Regions from separate parts of the Mus musculus genome. Here all the other regions are linked to region 1. A link is a contact called in public Hi-C and HiCAR-type data. All regions are on one chromosome and are shown on one strand. Each heading gives the region's core, a stretch centred on a gene start, on an enhancer-like site or on the middle of the called end of the contact. The rest is flanking DNA. Distances are from core to core; before and after follow the strand shown. Region 1 has its middle 60 kb from the start of Marcks. Region 2 has its middle 14 kb from the start of Gm31378. Region 3 overlaps Lama4 (laminin, alpha 4).

The links. A called contact is a pair of places that touch in the nucleus more often than the background predicts. HiCAR-type assays count read pairs that join an accessible place to other places.
Region 2: a contact with region 1 is called in a HiCAR-type map of fibro-adipogenic progenitors, with 9 times the contacts expected there. The contact joins two enhancer-like sites. A contact is called at or near these places in 1 of 15 datasets of contacts at CTCF or cohesin (large pre-B cells), 3 of 484 Hi-C or Micro-C datasets (adipose-derived mesenchymal stem cells, embryonic fibroblasts and ventricular fibroblasts) and 2 of 115 datasets of contacts at active chromatin or transcription factors (cardiomyocytes and fibro-adipogenic progenitors).
Region 3: a contact with region 1 is called in a Hi-C map of regulatory T cells, with 2.3 times the contacts expected there. The contact joins two enhancer-like sites. A contact is called at or near these places in 2 of 15 datasets of contacts at CTCF or cohesin (the NIH/3T3 cell line and large pre-B cells), 46 of 484 Hi-C or Micro-C datasets (the AtT-20 cell line, B cells, CD4 T cells and 26 more) and 5 of 115 datasets of contacts at active chromatin or transcription factors (PVALB interneurons, astrocytes, bone marrow-derived dendritic cells and 2 more).

What each region holds. Positions count from the first base shown.
Region 1 is chr10:37,077,320-37,080,047 of GRCm38.p6, forward strand. No RefSeq gene overlaps it. Among named protein-coding and RNA genes, the nearest start is that of Marcks, 60 kb to the right of the region's middle. Within about 2 kb of position 1,317, at least 100 of the 459 cell types and tissues checked have an H3K27ac peak or open chromatin away from gene starts, as enhancers often do. A contact at or near this core is called in fibro-adipogenic progenitors, where this site is marked.
Region 2 is chr10:38,135,002-38,137,701 of GRCm38.p6, forward strand. No RefSeq gene overlaps it. Among named protein-coding and RNA genes, the nearest start is that of Gm31378, 14 kb to the left of the region's middle. Within about 2 kb of position 1,365, at least 6 of the 459 cell types and tissues checked have an H3K27ac peak or open chromatin away from gene starts, as enhancers often do. A contact at or near this core is called in fibro-adipogenic progenitors, where this site is marked.
Region 3 is chr10:39,048,578-39,051,277 of GRCm38.p6, forward strand. All of the region lies in intron 11 of Lama4 (laminin, alpha 4), which reads left to right. Among named protein-coding and RNA genes, the nearest start is that of Fam229b, 84 kb to the right of the region's middle. Within about 2 kb of position 1,409, at least 8 of the 459 cell types and tissues checked have an H3K27ac peak or open chromatin away from gene starts, as enhancers often do.

The sequences.
Region 1 (2,728 bases), core at 67-2,566:
CCTTCTCATTCATTTCAGAACAAGCTCGGAGTAGTTCATGCCTTTGAAACCTATTGCCTATTGCCTTTAGAGTGACTTTAGTGTAAAAACTTAAAATAGGCTGATGATCATGTCTGGAGCAAAGGTCACCCCCAAAGATGACACCTAAGCTGCACCCATTCCGTCTGTCCTCCAGCCTTGCTAAATATGTTTCTAAAGCACAATGTCCTAAAGGAACAAAGTTCCTCCCTTGACATCAGTTCAAGAAGGTCAAGAAGACAACACTAGGACAAGTCATTTGAGTGACCAGACCTTGCTTTCAGACTCCACAGTGGGGTCCTGGCGTCTGGAATAAACAAAAGCAAGAGAGGAGAGGAATGGAAACCAGCACTGAGGGCCAGCTGGCTGCATCCGAGGGTGGGGTTTGGTGGAGGTAGGTAACTAGGACCCCTCCTTCAATTCAACAAACACCTTCTGGAGCCTGACTCTCCAGGACGCTGGGTTTTGCTACAGGGAGAGTCAGAGCCACACCAAAGGCATGGAGGCTGAGCTGTACCTCTGGCCTGGGGGAACTACCAGCTGTGCTCTGGGGTAGAAGGTAGAGTGGGGGTGCAAAGAGCCTGCTAAGGTCTACAGCCCAGGAAACCCCTGTGGCACCAACAGGATCCTTCAGTGTGCACCAGGGCAGGTAGAGGTCTGCGGCTGTATACCACCCAGGCTGGCCTCAAACCCTGTGCCACCATGTCTGACACTGTCTTGAGGGTTTATCAGCATCCAACCATGTGACTTTTACACAATGCCTATGGCAGTCTGGAGAGTGGAAAGGGTCTTTTCTCCCTTTTGACTAAACGATGAGTAAGCCACACTTTCTTGTGTTTGAAATGGCTTTAGAGTGTAGAAAAATATCCACACGACCTGTCGGTTGGTATTGAGTACTGATAGCTACCAAGGCTGGCAATTAGAAAAGAAAAAAATAGCTTGGGTCAGGAAAGCAAAAAGGCATCCAGTCTCTTAAGACACAAGGCTCTAAATACCTCCCAGGGTTCCACAAAAGGCCATGCTTGTTTTTTCTTTTGACTTAACTCATCCTGTTTCTGTTTCCAGAGCCCCAATGCAAGTGGAATTCATCAGCCAAAAATACAAATAAGAATAGAAACGGGGAAAAAAAATCTGCTTCTTCTAAAGACTTTTAACGTGCATTCAGCTTGCTGTTACTAGATAAGGACTAAGTCCTTTTCTGTGCTGGGAACCCTAAGTAGTCACATAGGCCTATTATGTCTTAAATGCTGCCCGTGGCCCTGGAACAATGAGCCTGAGGTCCAGGAGCTGAAGCAGTAGGCAGCCTGCCAAGTTCAACACAGGCCAGTCTGAAGAGCAAGGCCTGCTGGGAGCTGCTTCCTGCTCTGCATAGATGCAGGGCAAAGATTTTCCATGCTGGCTTTCAGCATGCACGTTCCACACCGAAGGCCCAGACCAGTGATGACCTGTACTGACATTTTCCATGACATTCTTTGTTTTGTTTTCTGCTTGATAGTATAACTTCGGGGTTTCTTTTTTTGTAACAATCGCTTGGCAAAGATTACTCTTAGATGTCATAGGGGAGTCACCAGACACAGCTAGATTCTCCCCTGGGCAGACATCTCTTTTTTAAATGGAGCTTCATGGGAATTTACTGGATTATTTGTGGAGGAACCCTTTGCTGCACAGCTGTTGGTCAAGAATGTGCCTTGCTTGTGGAAATAAAAGAAGTGGCAGTGGAGCCTTATGATAATGTGCATAAGGAATTAAAAACTGAATTTAAAAATAGGAAATGCAGGGTGCTGGAGAGATGGCTCAGTGGTTAAAAGCATGGCATTGCTCTGAGCTCCTCCCTGATCCACAGTCACCTGTTAATGCCAACTCTGAAAGTCCTGACTTTCAGCTTTTTCTTGACTCTGGACGCCTGTACTCACCTAAACACAGACAAATACTCACGCACACACATTTTAAAAATCTTTTAAAATGGACTACATATTGCTTTATCTCCATTTAGAGCAACATTCTTGTAAAGTGCCATATTTTTTGCCTACATTTGCCTTCATTGGAGACACATCACATGCCCTTATAGCAACCAGGCTCAACCTCCAAGAGAATGGTTGATACTAATTGTCTTCTTTGCTGCACTTGGTGGCAAATGACCTGTACTGAGCATCCAGGAGTTTTTCACCCAGTACTGAACTCACATTGCTAGGTTTTCACGTCAGAGGAAATACAGCTGCATGCATTCACTGTGTGGCAGTCTCCAATACGACGCTTTCCAGGGGAGTTTTAAGATCAGTTTAGACTTTGCCTAATTTTTTTTTATGCATACATAACATGGATTCCACTTGGTGTGTGGCAGTGGTCCACGCCTATCCAGAGTGCTACTAACAAGAATTTATTTCCTTTGGGACATGTTTGGTATACTTCCAAAAAGTTCTTTGCTATGAGGACTCAATGAGTTTTCTGGAAGAGACAATTGCTGACTTTTGCCAGGAACCAAAGGCTCCTTCTGTTCCCTGAGCTTGGAAACGAGGACCATTGCTCCGCATGACTGCTACTCACACTTATGCAGCTTAAAGATATTTTATTGACTGTTTTGCATTTAGTGCTCCATCATGTAAATTACTGTACAGGTGTGCTGGCAGATCTCAGAAGATGTTTCCATAAGACTATTGAAAGAACTCACATGCTTTTCAGCAGACAAATCTTAACTGGGATATCTCTATAC
Region 2 (2,700 bases), core at 115-2,614, 1.1 Mb after region 1:
TTTGAAAGGAATTTCAAAATGGAGTCACCATGTAATAGGGAAAAACAAGCCTCCCAACTAGATATTTTATGCAACCAAGCAAAACCTCCAGTTCTAGAAATAGGTTCCATATTTTTTGAGTCATTAGCTAAAGGGATCCCACAACCCACCCCCAAACATCACAGGCTATTACCAAGACTATTGGTTACTTTCTATCATCTGATGGTAGGCCCTATAAATGAAGACAATATCCCTTCAAACATGGAGAAATAAAGCTGGTATCCAACCAGAAGCATCACCCCTACTGATTTGTGTTCCTGGTGCTGAAAGTTGCTTTTCATGCTACCAGAGAAGAAAAGTCATCATGAATATCATGTACTCTCAAGTCCTATGTGTTAGAATTCTGACTAAATTCCACCCAACATTTACCTGACAACAGCCAGGTATGCTCTTCCCTACAGTTTCCTGGCAACAGCCAGGTAGGCCTGGCCCACTATAAAAGGGGCTGCTTGCTCCTTCTGCTCTCTCTTACTCTTGCCTCTTGCTTACTCTTGATTCCCTCTTCCCTCTTGCCCTCTTGCCCTCTTGGGCTTTTCCTTGTTTCCTTGCCACCTCTCTTTCCCATTCCCTTCTCCATCTCTCTACTTCTCTTCTCTTCTCTTCTCTTCTCTTCTCTTCTCTTCTCTTCTCTTCTCTTCTCTTCTCTTCTCTTCTCTTCTCTTCTCTTCTCTTCTCTTCTCTTCTTTCTCTCTCTCTCTCTCTCTCTCTCTCTCTCTCTCTCTCTCTCTCTCTCTCTCTCTCTCTCTCTTTCCCTCTGTCTGTCTTTCTCTGCCTCTACTACCCTCATAACTCCCCTCCTCATGGCCTGAATAAACTCTATTCTATACTATACTGGTGTGTGGCTGGTCCTGCGGAGGCAATCCCTTTCCCCATACCTCACCACAGGCCCATAGAACATATTCTGTCTCTCTTTATCTTTTTATAAATACATCACGATGTGTAAGAGAAAACACAATAATTGGAAATCTGTTCATGGTGTAAAGCTGTTGAGGAAAGAACCTGCTCAGCTACATCTGAGCAATAACTGCACATCTACAGTGACCACTTGAAAGTAGAAACAGACAGGCGGGATATGCTCAAGCATATGATCAGACACTAGATGTGCTTAGACAAGCAACAATGAGTGCAGCCAGCAGTAATGTAGACACACCCATGGATAAAGTGACCATGACCGCAGGTTTGGAAACTCCACTAAAGTCAAACTAGCGGAAAGTGAGGTGACATCAATTTCTGAAACCAGTAATTAGAAATAATAAGTTCAATGTCTGTGCTCCATGGAATGTCATGTGCTGTGCTGTTGCTCAATTCTGTTAAGTAATACTTCACTAGAAGTGACTCTGTGCTGGGTTACAGGAGTTTTAATTTCCGTGTGATGACCAATATTGTGGCTCTACATTATACAATACAGCATCTCTAGAGATGAAGTTCCATCTGGTAGCTAATTAAAAAAGTAACTGACATAAGCCAGATCCAGAAAGACAAATATCAAAAGTTCTCTTTCATGGGACTGCTTAATAAAAGAAAAAAAGTTGACTAAAATATAAGACAGTGATTTATAGAGGCTGGAAAACTGCAAACATGGGAGAGGACTATAAAGGGGGAGTACATTTAATTAATTGTATAGTATGCATGCATGTTTAAGTAGCACACAAACCTATTAATATACATAGATAATATATGTTAACAAATCACTATAGAATGTGGCCATTTCACTGAGTAACAAAACCTGTAACTATTAAAATCTTAGTAAAACAAGTAATACAGCTGGACATGGTGCTGTACACCACAAGCCCACAGTGAAGAGCAGATGCAGAACGGTACTAGGAAAGCCTTCCTTAATTATATAGAAAAAGACCCTATTTAAGTGACAATGACAAGAAAGGCAACCACATTTAACAAATAATATTTAGAGAGAATTATAAATGTCCTCATGAAAAGATTTTCAAAGAAAATCAGTTCTACATTTATACATGTACTTGAATTTCATTCCTTATGAGATTATAATATTTAGTGTCAACCAAATTGACTTTATATTAGACATCCCTGTACTTTCCCTAAAGTATACACACACACACACACACACACACACACACACACACACACACACACACACACATACACACACACACATACATACACACACACGCATGCACAAACACATACACACACACACATACATAAACACACATACACACACATACACACACGCATACACACACACATACACACACATACACACACACACACACACACACACACACGAGCATCTGAGGGCAGAATTATGAACAAGAAAGTCCAATGATAGAAATAACCTCAACCTTTTCTCCAGCTTAAAAAAATTATGTGAATTATCAAGGATATATTTGATTACATAAAGAAGTGAGCAAATGCTAGCCAGGAGATGTAGAATCTGAGTTATAACTTGAGGGGACAGAAGACCTCCCTGACACATTGGGGAGCTATTACACTCCCCATCAACTGGAGCCCTCTGAATGGAAGTAAAGTGGTGAGTCAGTGTGTTTGTACTATACGTCCCTTTCCACTATGCTATCCACTCATCCCCTTCCCACTCCTTTCCTTCATCTCATCCCATACTGAACAGTCTGGATTTTATCTTTTGATGAACATTCTTCAAATCCTATTTGTGGAGTCAAATGATAA
Region 3 (2,700 bases), core at 159-2,658, 2.0 Mb after region 1:
TCTAAGTACCACCATAGCTTGAGTGGTACTTAGAAAGTCCATAGCATCTTTCTCTGCCTATCTTTCTCTGATTCCCACACCCACAGGGCTGGGAAGTGCTGACCATGTGTCCACTCCATACAACACTTGTCCCCACCACCACCAGTGAACAACCATCCTCATAGAGATGACACAAGTAAACTTGGACATGTTTGTAAAACTTAGGCTAAGGAAACAACATAGACAAATAGAAATGGCCAGTATCAAATCCATCAGTTTATTTGAGTATTTTATCATCAATAAGATCAACTTAAACTTGGTCCAATGATGAGATTTTCAATCATCATTGCCCCTTAATACATTAATATCCTAATGTATATATCTTGTCCTCATCACATTTTTTTAAACAGAAGCAAACTCTTATTCAGTATTTTTTTTAAATAGAGCTTTCAAATGATGTTAACCATTACACACTAACAAATGTGTAATAGATTGCAAGCTAGCATATATACATTAAGCAGAAATATGATGAAACTTGTATAAGAAATGACTATCATAGCAACTCTGCTAGGGGCTCACTAATGAAGACTTCCAAACTGTTCAATGTGGAGAGTTCTTTATGAATAGGGGAAGTTATTAGCCCAGACCACACCCTGCCAGACAAGGACTTAAGAGACCCAAACACAGAACTGTCCCCTTAGCCATAGAAGGAAGATTTTATTACAGGACAAAAGAAGCTAAGATCTGCCTTGATGTAGTAGCAAACCCTAAGGGGTTCTCTTTTCCAACTGTGAGCTGTCAATCTCAGCAAGGGCTTTGTCTTCTGTATGCACCTTTACTAGAGAATACATTCTAGTATGTGGTGAGTTACCATGCTTAATTCTCCACTGACTTATTTTTAGGGATCTATGATCTCCATAACCAATAGGAGTGGCATACAATGGGCTGAAGACTAAAGCAGAGGCATGCATGACCAGCTGTTGGCAAATACTGACATGTGTCAGGACTTTGTCATAAGCAGTAAATGAACAATGTTGCCTGTGCAAAGCGACTTCAGTTCTAAAAGTAAATGCATGCCAGTCTAGCTCTTAATTAAAATTTTCTTATGCACATTTTTAGAAAACCCTCATGGACATAGATATGAGGAATTTGGCGTTTCCGTGATTTCAGGCAGATGGGAGGCCTCTTTTAGCTCGGTTAAACAAATTCTTCTACTAAGTACAAATGAGCAGCATGAGCAGAAGTTTAGGAAAAGAACAGCAGGGCACACAGCATTTCAAGCTTCTTCTGTCTGTCCTGCTGCTGCTGCTTCCGAGCTAATGGTCAGCATTTGCCAGACAGTTTCCACAGTGTGTCCAGACACCTATACAAAAGCTGCCTCCCAGATATGAAGGCCATGTTGTTTCCCCTCCTTTTTCCTTTGCTCACGTGGTTGTGCCCAGTTCCTTATCTAATTCTGTCCTGTCCTGTCCTTGATCTAGGCTAAGTGACTCATTACATAGCATGTCTTTCTTACTAAAGCTCTTACATCCTTCTATTCTTACATCTACTGAAAATTCTGTGGAAACTATGGAAACCACCCACCCTCACATGTCACTCCCATGTATAGACACATATGGGTGCACACACAATACAGTCCTGCTATGAGAAACATGTTCGGTTATTTATACATATCAGGTTGGCAGACAAATTCCGATCATTCTTCTAAAGCCCAGGCTAAGAAAATGACCATCAGAAGGAGCGCCTCCCTCTTCTATACTGATACAGCCATGAACTGTAGCACTGTAATCATCTTTAATACATTTAGGGTATAGTCTATGATCCAGTTTCATAGGTATTACTGAATGTGTAGTTGTGTATCCTCTGTGTGTGTGTGTCTGTGCATGCATGCATACATGCATGTGTATGCATGTGTGTGTGCATGTGTGTGTGCATGTGTATGGGCATGTGTACACCTGTGGTTCACATTTTGTCTATCCCTACTAAAATCATAAGCACCCAAAGAGCACTGCTCCTGCTGTACATGAATTCTGTCTTCCCAAGATCTAATGTGATGTCTCGAATGCATCAGTTTTATTTGTCAACAAATGGGTATAAACAGGGACATGGAGTACCCCCACCTGCTATGTAATCCAGATCCTGTTTGTGAATACTGGTTGTTCTTGATCAATACTCTTTCCAACACTAATTAGACTCTCAAACGACTAAACACTACTACTCACACTCTTTTGTCTATGTCTCCATGTTTAAATGCTATGAAATTTTAATTTCTTCCAAATACTAGGTATTAATTTAATTAATTTAATTAAAACCTAGTATTTCAGCTATATATCAGTCTTTCTTTTAACAAATTTGAATAAGTGAAACCTTATTGGAATTTGATTCTGTGCTTTAGAATATGATTTTTGAACTTTTTCGTGAAATTATACTGCCCAATTTCAATTCCTTTAAGTAATTAATTGTAGAGCTGGCATCAAATCCATGGCCTTATGCATTGTCAGAACACGTTCTGCTACTGAACAGTATCCCTAGCCCCAAACTTAAGAATTTGGGCAAAATATTTTTTTCTCTTACTGAAAACAATCTTTCCCTCACATAATATATGTCAGTTATGGTTCCCCCTCCCACAACCCCTCAAAGTTCCTCCCCAAGTCCCCTTCCTTATGGATCCATTCCCTTTTGGTCTCTCACTAGAAAGCAAACTGACTTCTAAGGGATACT